Linked DNA regions of Sus scrofa: region 1 is linked to region 2. Evidence: chromatin contacts called from public HiChIP or PLAC-seq data. All regions are on one chromosome and are shown on one strand. Each heading gives the region's core, a stretch centred on a gene start, on an enhancer-like site or on the middle of the called end of the contact. The rest is flanking DNA. Distances are from core to core; before and after follow the strand shown.

Evidence for each region. HiChIP or PLAC-seq counts read pairs in DNA pulled down with a chosen protein or histone mark.
Region 1: an H3K27ac HiChIP or PLAC-seq map of skeletal muscle shows a contact between it and region 2, with 9 times the contacts expected there. The contact joins two enhancer-like sites. A contact is called at or near these places in 5 of 47 Hi-C or Micro-C datasets (brain, embryonic fibroblasts, heart right ventricle and 2 more) and 1 of 2 datasets of contacts at active chromatin or transcription factors (skeletal muscle).

The regions. Positions count from the first base shown.
Region 1 is chr13:136,226,729-136,230,478 of Sscrofa11.1, forward strand. All of the region lies in intron 1 of KALRN (kalirin), which reads right to left. Among named protein-coding and RNA genes, the nearest start is that of KALRN, 48 kb to the right of the region's middle. Within about 2 kb of position 2,498, at least 13 of the 83 cell types and tissues checked have an H3K27ac peak or open chromatin away from gene starts, as enhancers often do. A contact at or near this core is called in retroperitoneal adipose tissue and skeletal muscle, where this site is marked.
Region 2 is chr13:136,102,120-136,106,035 of Sscrofa11.1, forward strand. The region is part of intron 5 of KALRN (kalirin); the gene reads right to left. Among named protein-coding and RNA genes, the nearest start is that of KALRN, 170 kb to the right of the region's middle. Within about 2 kb of position 1,627, at least 19 of the 83 cell types and tissues checked have an H3K27ac peak or open chromatin away from gene starts, as enhancers often do. A contact at or near this core is called in retroperitoneal adipose tissue and skeletal muscle, where this site is marked.

The DNA.
Region 1 (3,750 bases), core at 1,248-3,747, 130 kb after region 2:
TTAATAGACCAAAAATAGATGGGTAGGTCTGTAGATTATACCAATGTCAATTTCCTGGTTTTGATACTGCACAATAGTTATATAAGACGTCAACAGTGGGGATGCTGGGTGAAGGGTACACAGGGCCTCCCTGTGTTTCTTTCCTACTTCCTATGAATGTATAAGTATTTCAAAATTAAAAGTTTAAAAATAAACAGATGCGATGACACTGCAGGATAATAAAAGCCCCACCTAAGGTGGGTTCATCTACTGAAAAACCTCTAGAAATCTGCACCAGGGAGGAGAGAACAACACCCACACCCTGCCCTCCCTAGGAGGTAGGGCATCCTTCTGGAAGGGCAACCTTGAGTTCTGTGATGTGTTCTGTGGAGCCTTCCCCTCATTCCTGTTCTGGAACCAATTAGATGGGCAGAGTCTGTGCCTGCGCTCCTTATCACCTGGAAGGGCTTTGGTGGGGAGGGGATCATGAACCACCAGGCTCCAGAGTCTGGCACACCTGGCTTTAAAATGCAGGTCCCCCCCACCACCACCAGCTGTGGTGGCCTGAGCACATGATTTGCCTTCTTCCAGACTCCACAAAACAGAGATGGGGATAATCACTGTTATCACTCAGGGTTGTGAGAGGAGTCAATGAAATAATTCCTACAAAGCAAATATAAGGCTCCAGTACCTACTAAAAACTCAATAAATGTTTATGGTCTTAGAGCCTCCTGCATGAATAAGGTCTAGGTTTTGAGGACTCACTCCTCCCTTTCAACATCATACAGAACATCTATCCTTCCTCCACTTGCTGGTAGCTCTCAGCTACTCCAACTAGGGTTTCTCAAACCATCTCTAGTGAAGGACCAGTTTTTTGGTTTTTGGATTTGTTTTTCATTTTTTTAATCCAATCTGTTATAGACTAGTATTTGGTAAAGTACAAGGAAAATGAATTACTTGAGAAACGCAATTCAGAAACAAAACATAAGGCATAGGTTTTTTTTTTAATTAGATCCAATAGACAAAATTACCGTGATGTATTGCTATAAAAGTTTATAAATGCTTCCTTTCAATTTCCATACTTCCCACTCCTGACTGATAATAGCTAGCTGAGCTGGACCATGACCTGCACTTTGAGTAGCATCTCTTTTGTACCTTCTTCTCCAAGCTCCTAATAACCTTACAGTCACAAAACACAACTGAGTAGTTTAAAATCTCTATTTTTATATTAATTTCAATTCCTGAGGCTGAAGGTTCTTTGAGTGTCAGGGTCATGAGCACAGTGCCTTGCATAGGAGAGGTGCCTCATAGGGGCTCAAATCATAGCTGATAATCCAAATATGAAACTGACATATTTTACTTCATGATTTAGGCAACTTGATAGTGCATTTGTGAAAACCTGCCCGATGAACACATTTTGTCCCTTTAGCATCCCTCTCTATTTGCCTGCCTTCTGTCTATTTGTGTGTGTGTGTATCTTTTTCACCACCTGCTTCATCTTCATTTAACTGAAATGTACCAGTTATAGTCACTGTTTCTCTTTCACTGAGGGACAAGACAGTACAAATCACAGAAAATCCCATTCATCAGAAAAGCTGGCTCTAGCTCACCAGATAAACACTCAAGGAAATGGAGTGCTTAAATTAATATACTTCTAGGGGATACTGTTATTCTCGCCTGTGCCTCTCCTACCGCTGAGCCCATGATGGCTGCTCGATAAACATTTATGCGACCTGGCCAGGCAGTGCTGGCTGTACCTCGGTGACCACAAGTCCCATCTTCCTCATGTCACTCAGAAGGCAAAAAGGGACAATGAGTGCTGTTACAGAAGGAACCTCGGGTCATTTAGACCAGTGCTTTTCTAATCTGGCTGCACAGCAGAACCACCTGGGGAATCTTCACAACAATACTCATGCCTGCCTCCCAGACCCAGAGATTTTTCTTAATGTAATTGCTCTGGGATGAAACCTAAGCATCAGTGTTATTCAGGTTCCATAGGCAATTCCACTGTGCAGCCAAGATGAAAAACCCCTGATTTGGCATACCCTCCCATCCATACTCATTCTTAGCAGGTGTTCCTTAAACTTTTGTTGAGTGAATGGCTCACTCAGTGGATGAGAACGCATCTGTGGCAAATGTGGAGAAGGTCTTGGCCCTGTATCCTGAGAGCCCTCACCTCCAGCATGCATCTTCTCCCAAGGCCCAGCCAGAAACATCCCTTGTCCATCCTCTTGCTGGTGGGAGGAGGGCTTGTTTCTCCTGGGGCGCACTGGCCCCAGGAAAGCACTAACTTAGCTCATCCTCACCTTTTCAACAGGAAGATGCAGGACTTTCTCGAAGACACACCCCCCCCACAAATAGCCCTCAACTCACACAGGATGGGAACATGTTATCTCATCTATCTTGTTTGTATTTAATGGCTGTTCCCTGATTGTTTTTCTGGCAGTCCCTGGGATCAGGATGCTATCTCAGACTCCAGACCCCAGAGGACAGAGGCCCGAGAACACTTAGTACCAAGTGACTGGTTTGTAAAAGTCTGGTAAGCCAATGCTGTTGTGCTGCTGAGGGAGGGCAAGAAGGCAAGCAGTGTGTGAAGTGAACAAAAGGGGGAGGAGGAAGTGAAGTGGCGTGTGGGCCTGGAGGGGTGAGGAAATGCTGGCAGCCCCTGTGGGCAGGTCCAGGTGACACACGATTGGGCAGTGTCTGCAGCCCTGTCCCAAGGGGCAGGGAAGAGCTACATTGAGCTCCAAGTTCTCTGCTGAGAATGTGTGCCTGCAGCTGCCCCGGCTTCTGACCTGTGGCTGCTCCCTGAGCTGCTGCTGCTGCTATTTTTAGCTGAACACCAGCCCTTCCCAGCCTCCTCTCCAAACCTCGGTTCCATGACCCCAGAGGAGGCACTGAACTTTCACTCTCCCTCTGGACCCTGAACCACCCACTCCTCCCTGACACCCACATGGAGTCAGTTCTGCATACTGCAAGGATGTTTGGAAGGAGATCAACACAGGGTGGCCATGAAGTCAGCTGTGAAATTCAACACTTATTTTTTAAACCGGAAAAAATAAAAAGGGAAACACATTAGGTCCAGGGAGAGCGCTCCCTCTGGCCCCCAAAGCAGCCGTCCTCTGGGTCTCTTCCCTGCCCACCTGCATATTGATGGCCTCCCCTCACTAGGAATGGGCATTTTTGGGTAAGTTTCTGTCTCCTCAGAAAGAGGAAAAGGAAGCTTGCACTATTTGGGCACCCCTGTTTCCTGACACTCTGCTGGACTTGGTTCGTGGTTTTTCTCATACGAGTCTTCTAATCCACGAGCTAAGTTCAGGGACCCATCTGGGGTCGGGCAGCTTGCAATCAGCAAAGCTGGAATTCAAACCTAGTACTCTGTGATTTCAATGCTCACAGAGGCTCATCCTCCCCCAAAAGCCAGTCTCGTACTCCTGTCGCCAAAAAGAATAACCTGCCCCCAGCCCTAAAGGGGCTTCCCAAGGCAGGAATCATGAAGCCCCACTAGACTGACACCTCCCACTGGGCCCAGTAATCCATTTAGGCTGACTGAAACACCAGCTTCCAGAAAAGAGAGGAAAACATATTCACCATCCACATGCCAGTGAGCTCGGAAGACATAAATGTCTCTTGCTACACCAGCTTCTTAGGGGACTTAGGAGGGAGGCCAAGAGAGGTGAATCCTTGCCCCCACCTGAGAGTCTACAATAACATTTCTGAGTTCCAAAAGCACCTTGCAACTTAAGGATTTTGAGAGAATGAGTCATTCAT
Region 2 (3,916 bases), core at 377-2,876:
CCGAGGCCTCTCTGCTACTCCCGATCCCAGCTCCCACCCATCGCTGCTAACCCTCCATCTGCTGAGCACCTATTGGGCTCCCAACATACTAGATGCTTCACATACATTTTCTTTAATCCATACCATAATCATAACATGTGTATTAAAATCTACATTTCACAGATAAAGAAACTGCTCGGAGAGGGTGAACTGGCTACAGATGGTCCATTAGCTAGCGAGTGGCTCAGCTGGGATTCAAACCCAAGTCTCTGTGACTGCAAAGTCAGTGCTCTTTCTAGACTTGGCTGGGTCTTCTGGCCTGCGCTCTCTCTGCTCTCCATGGGAGGCATGAGCCACAGGGCACCACCCAAGGGAGGAAGCAGGACCACAGGAGGGAAATGAAACAACCAGTTCCGAGAGAAGGGCTGTACCCTAGAAGGCTGCGTAACACAGGCCAGAGGAGGTGCAAGGGCATGGAGAAGAGGGTCGCCAACGGGAGGGGGGACAGAAGAGGATGTGGAGGGGGCGCAGGGGGGAGGATAGAGGGTGAAGGGAAGGAAGGAAAGTGGATTCTTCAGAGTAAAATGCCTGGAAAGAAATCTTAAAAATCCCTACCTCAAACAGAAATGCAGCTTGTTTTTTCACTTAATAAATTGTACCTCAATATCTTTCATTCTTCAAAAAGCCTACTTAAGACATTTCTTCCACTTCCCCTCCTGGGACAGAGTGGATATGTTTTCTTTTTTCTTGGCCCACCTCCACACTTTCTTCCCCCCATACAGCAGACCCCCAACCCTAACCTCTGCCCAGCAAGCAATAAAACCTTGACATTCCAGCAGGTTTGAACCACTGGAGTGGTTCCTTACAAGGATTGGGACTCACAGCAATGCTGAAACTGATTCTCCTTACACTTGCCCACATTATTGCCCTATCCAGTGCCTGGGGTGGGGACAGGTCCTCAGCATCTAGCAGAGGACCTGACATATGGACGATGCTCATTATCTGTGAACAAAGGAATGAATGAATCAATGAATGTTTCTCAGTTACTTCCCTGTGCCTCATACAACGTCTTTCTCTGATAAGATCTTTCTTTCCTAGCTCACCTAAATTGCTACGGACAGAATCAGGGTGACCATCTGGATGCTTCAAAGTACTATTAACACAATGTCCATGTTCTCAGTTCCAAAGGGTCACTGTGGGGTCCATACATAAGTAGAGGCCCCCTAGGCAGGCTATTCACATGTAATAATTCAAGTCCAGCCCCTTCCTGCTCCTCATAAGAGACCTGGGAGGAAGCCAAGGCTCCCGTGCCCAGCGTTCCTGCCATGCCTTCCTCTGCTCTGCCCTCCACACCCACAGTTCCCATGCAGGCCTGCGACCTCAGCGGACACTGGGGCTGACTGAACATGCGGCAGAGGGAAGGAGGAGGGGAGAAAGGATGTACGGAAGGGAAAAACAGCTTCGGGAGAAAACACTCACACATGCAGCCCGCAGAACATTGTGACTTGGATTATTTTTGGAATCTAATGTTTCTAATGTTCAAGGGGAGGAAATGAGAAAAAATAAGTAGAGATTCCCAGGACCAGCAGGCTGGAAATAATATAGGACACTGTGTCCTGTATTGGGTGGGACATGGACACACTTCCTCGCCCTGAATCCAGTCAGTAGCGGATGGCAGGGCCATGGTTAAGGGCCCCTTAGGAGGAGGGAGGGCAGGAACGAGGGGTCCCGGGAGACTTTCTTAAAAAAAAAAAAAAAATCAGGAAATCACAAACCACTCAGCAAAGACCTTGTCCCGAAGTCCCTCCCAACACCAAGGGCTCAGGCAATTGAATCACAGAGATATGTCAGCACACCCCCTAGAGGTCCAATCTGTGTTTGCCCTCCGACCAGAGCAGGTAAGGACACAGGTCAGGTGGCCTTGAACCTCTACTCCAACCCAGCCCCTCTAGCCACCTCCTAGGTGGCTAGCATATGTGCCTTTCTCCTGCAGGGCAAAGGTAAGGTTTGTGTGTATTTCTGTCTCTATGTGTGTATGTGTGTTGGGGGAGGGGGAGGAGCCCCAGCCTCAAAGCAGAGGGCCCACCTTCCTGTCATCCACCTGGCTGTATCCCAGCCTTCCCAAGTCTCCCCTTTCCCCTGTAAAATGATACTCACATCCACCCCCTGGGCCTGTCACACAAAGTAGATGGGAGACCAAATGAGGAACCACCAACTGGGTGGCTCTGGTTGGGTCTTTGCTGTGGATCAAAGTTTCCTATGTAAAAGGAAGGGCTAGATCAGAAAATCTCTAAGGTCAGGGGTGTGAGAAGACTTCAAAAGCCGACATTCAAAAAAAAGCTATTTGGTATTATAATGACTATAATGTCACTTCAGCTTGACAAATGACACTGCTGGCTGGAGGGGGATGGGGGTTGGAGAGGTGGCAAAGAGAAGCATCAATGGGCCAAGTGTGGGGGAGGGAGGAGGGGGCGTGCATTAGGTCCACACTGGCCCCAGAGATTCTTGTCAACCCCAGCAGAATGAGACTTTCAGCCCTGCTTTGGGTCCTGGGGAGTGATCAGAACTGCTATACCTCAGAGGAAGAGGGCAAGAAACAGCAATGCATAATTTGCCAGTGACAGGGCATCCTGCAGAGGTCCTGAATTGCTAGTACAGTTAGTAGGACATACAAACAGCAGAAACAATAAACACATAACCCTCAGGGCATCACCCTGCTGCCTACATGGGCCCCATACGCATTTTCTCAGGGTGATTAACATGAACGTAACATTATTTTGTTTGCACAGACCTCCAAGATTATCAAAATTGGATGGACTGTAGGAAGTGCTTCTGGCTGCGAGGTGGTAGGAGAATAAGACAGATCTGTTCTTTGCTATAATGCACGGCAGGAGGGGACAAGTGTCTCAGATGTAGAAGGTTCATGGGAAGGCACAATCACATCCCCCTGGGGAGAATCACTTTCCTCTGTGGCTTCAAAAGACAGACACTGGTATTCCAGAGACCTTTGCCTGCAGTGGCACCTCCAACCCTGACCCATCAGATGTGACCCCAGTTTGACCTCGGGGCTCTTGTCCTATGCCTGACCCAGGGGCACCACACAATCTTGTGAACTTGGGGGGTCCCCATGAACCCACATAATTGCCAACTTCTCTCAAAACTCAATTCTTGATTTCGTTCCGTGAGGGATCACTGAAAATTATTTGGAGCACTTGGAAGTGCTTGGAAGACTGCATTGACGACACTGCGAGGTCTCAGTGGGCGTTGGATGAGGAGTAAATCAGGACTGAAATGAGGCAGGGAGAAGGGAGGGAAGCCGAGGTCTAGGGAGTAGCGAATCTGGGCCAGGCATAGGGCTGGCACCTCCACACACGTCATCCCACTCAATTATCCCAACAACTTTGACAGCGTTTAGGCCTTCAACAGATTATGGTTCTATTTGCCAAGAAAATTTCTTATTTTCCATCATCACCCAAGGTGACAACCCTGAAGAGAGATGAGCCAACTGTAGATATACGGGGGGGGGGGGAATGAATAGCAAAACGGCAAAAAATTATTATAGAACTGTCAAGCTATAAAGGGTTTAGACATCTTGTAGTGTGGCAAGTTAGGGGAAGAGGAATGGCAGCTACGTTTGGGTTGGGATGAGTGGGGGTCTTCACCAAACTGTTCTGGAGATTGTGATACAACCCTAACAAGCCTATTCTCCTCCCCCACCGCCCCCCAACCATGACCGCATGTATACTGCCACTCCACGTCTCCCACTGAAAGACATTTTCACAAAGACAGAATATGGTACATGAGAACAGTGCCGTGGGGAAGCAGGAAAAAAGTCAAAATCTGAGCTACGCCCAATTCTTCATCTCTGTTTTGTTGGGAAGACAAATGGGAGTCAGAGGTTAAAGCTGTGTCTATGGTCTCCCAAGAGGTAAGAACA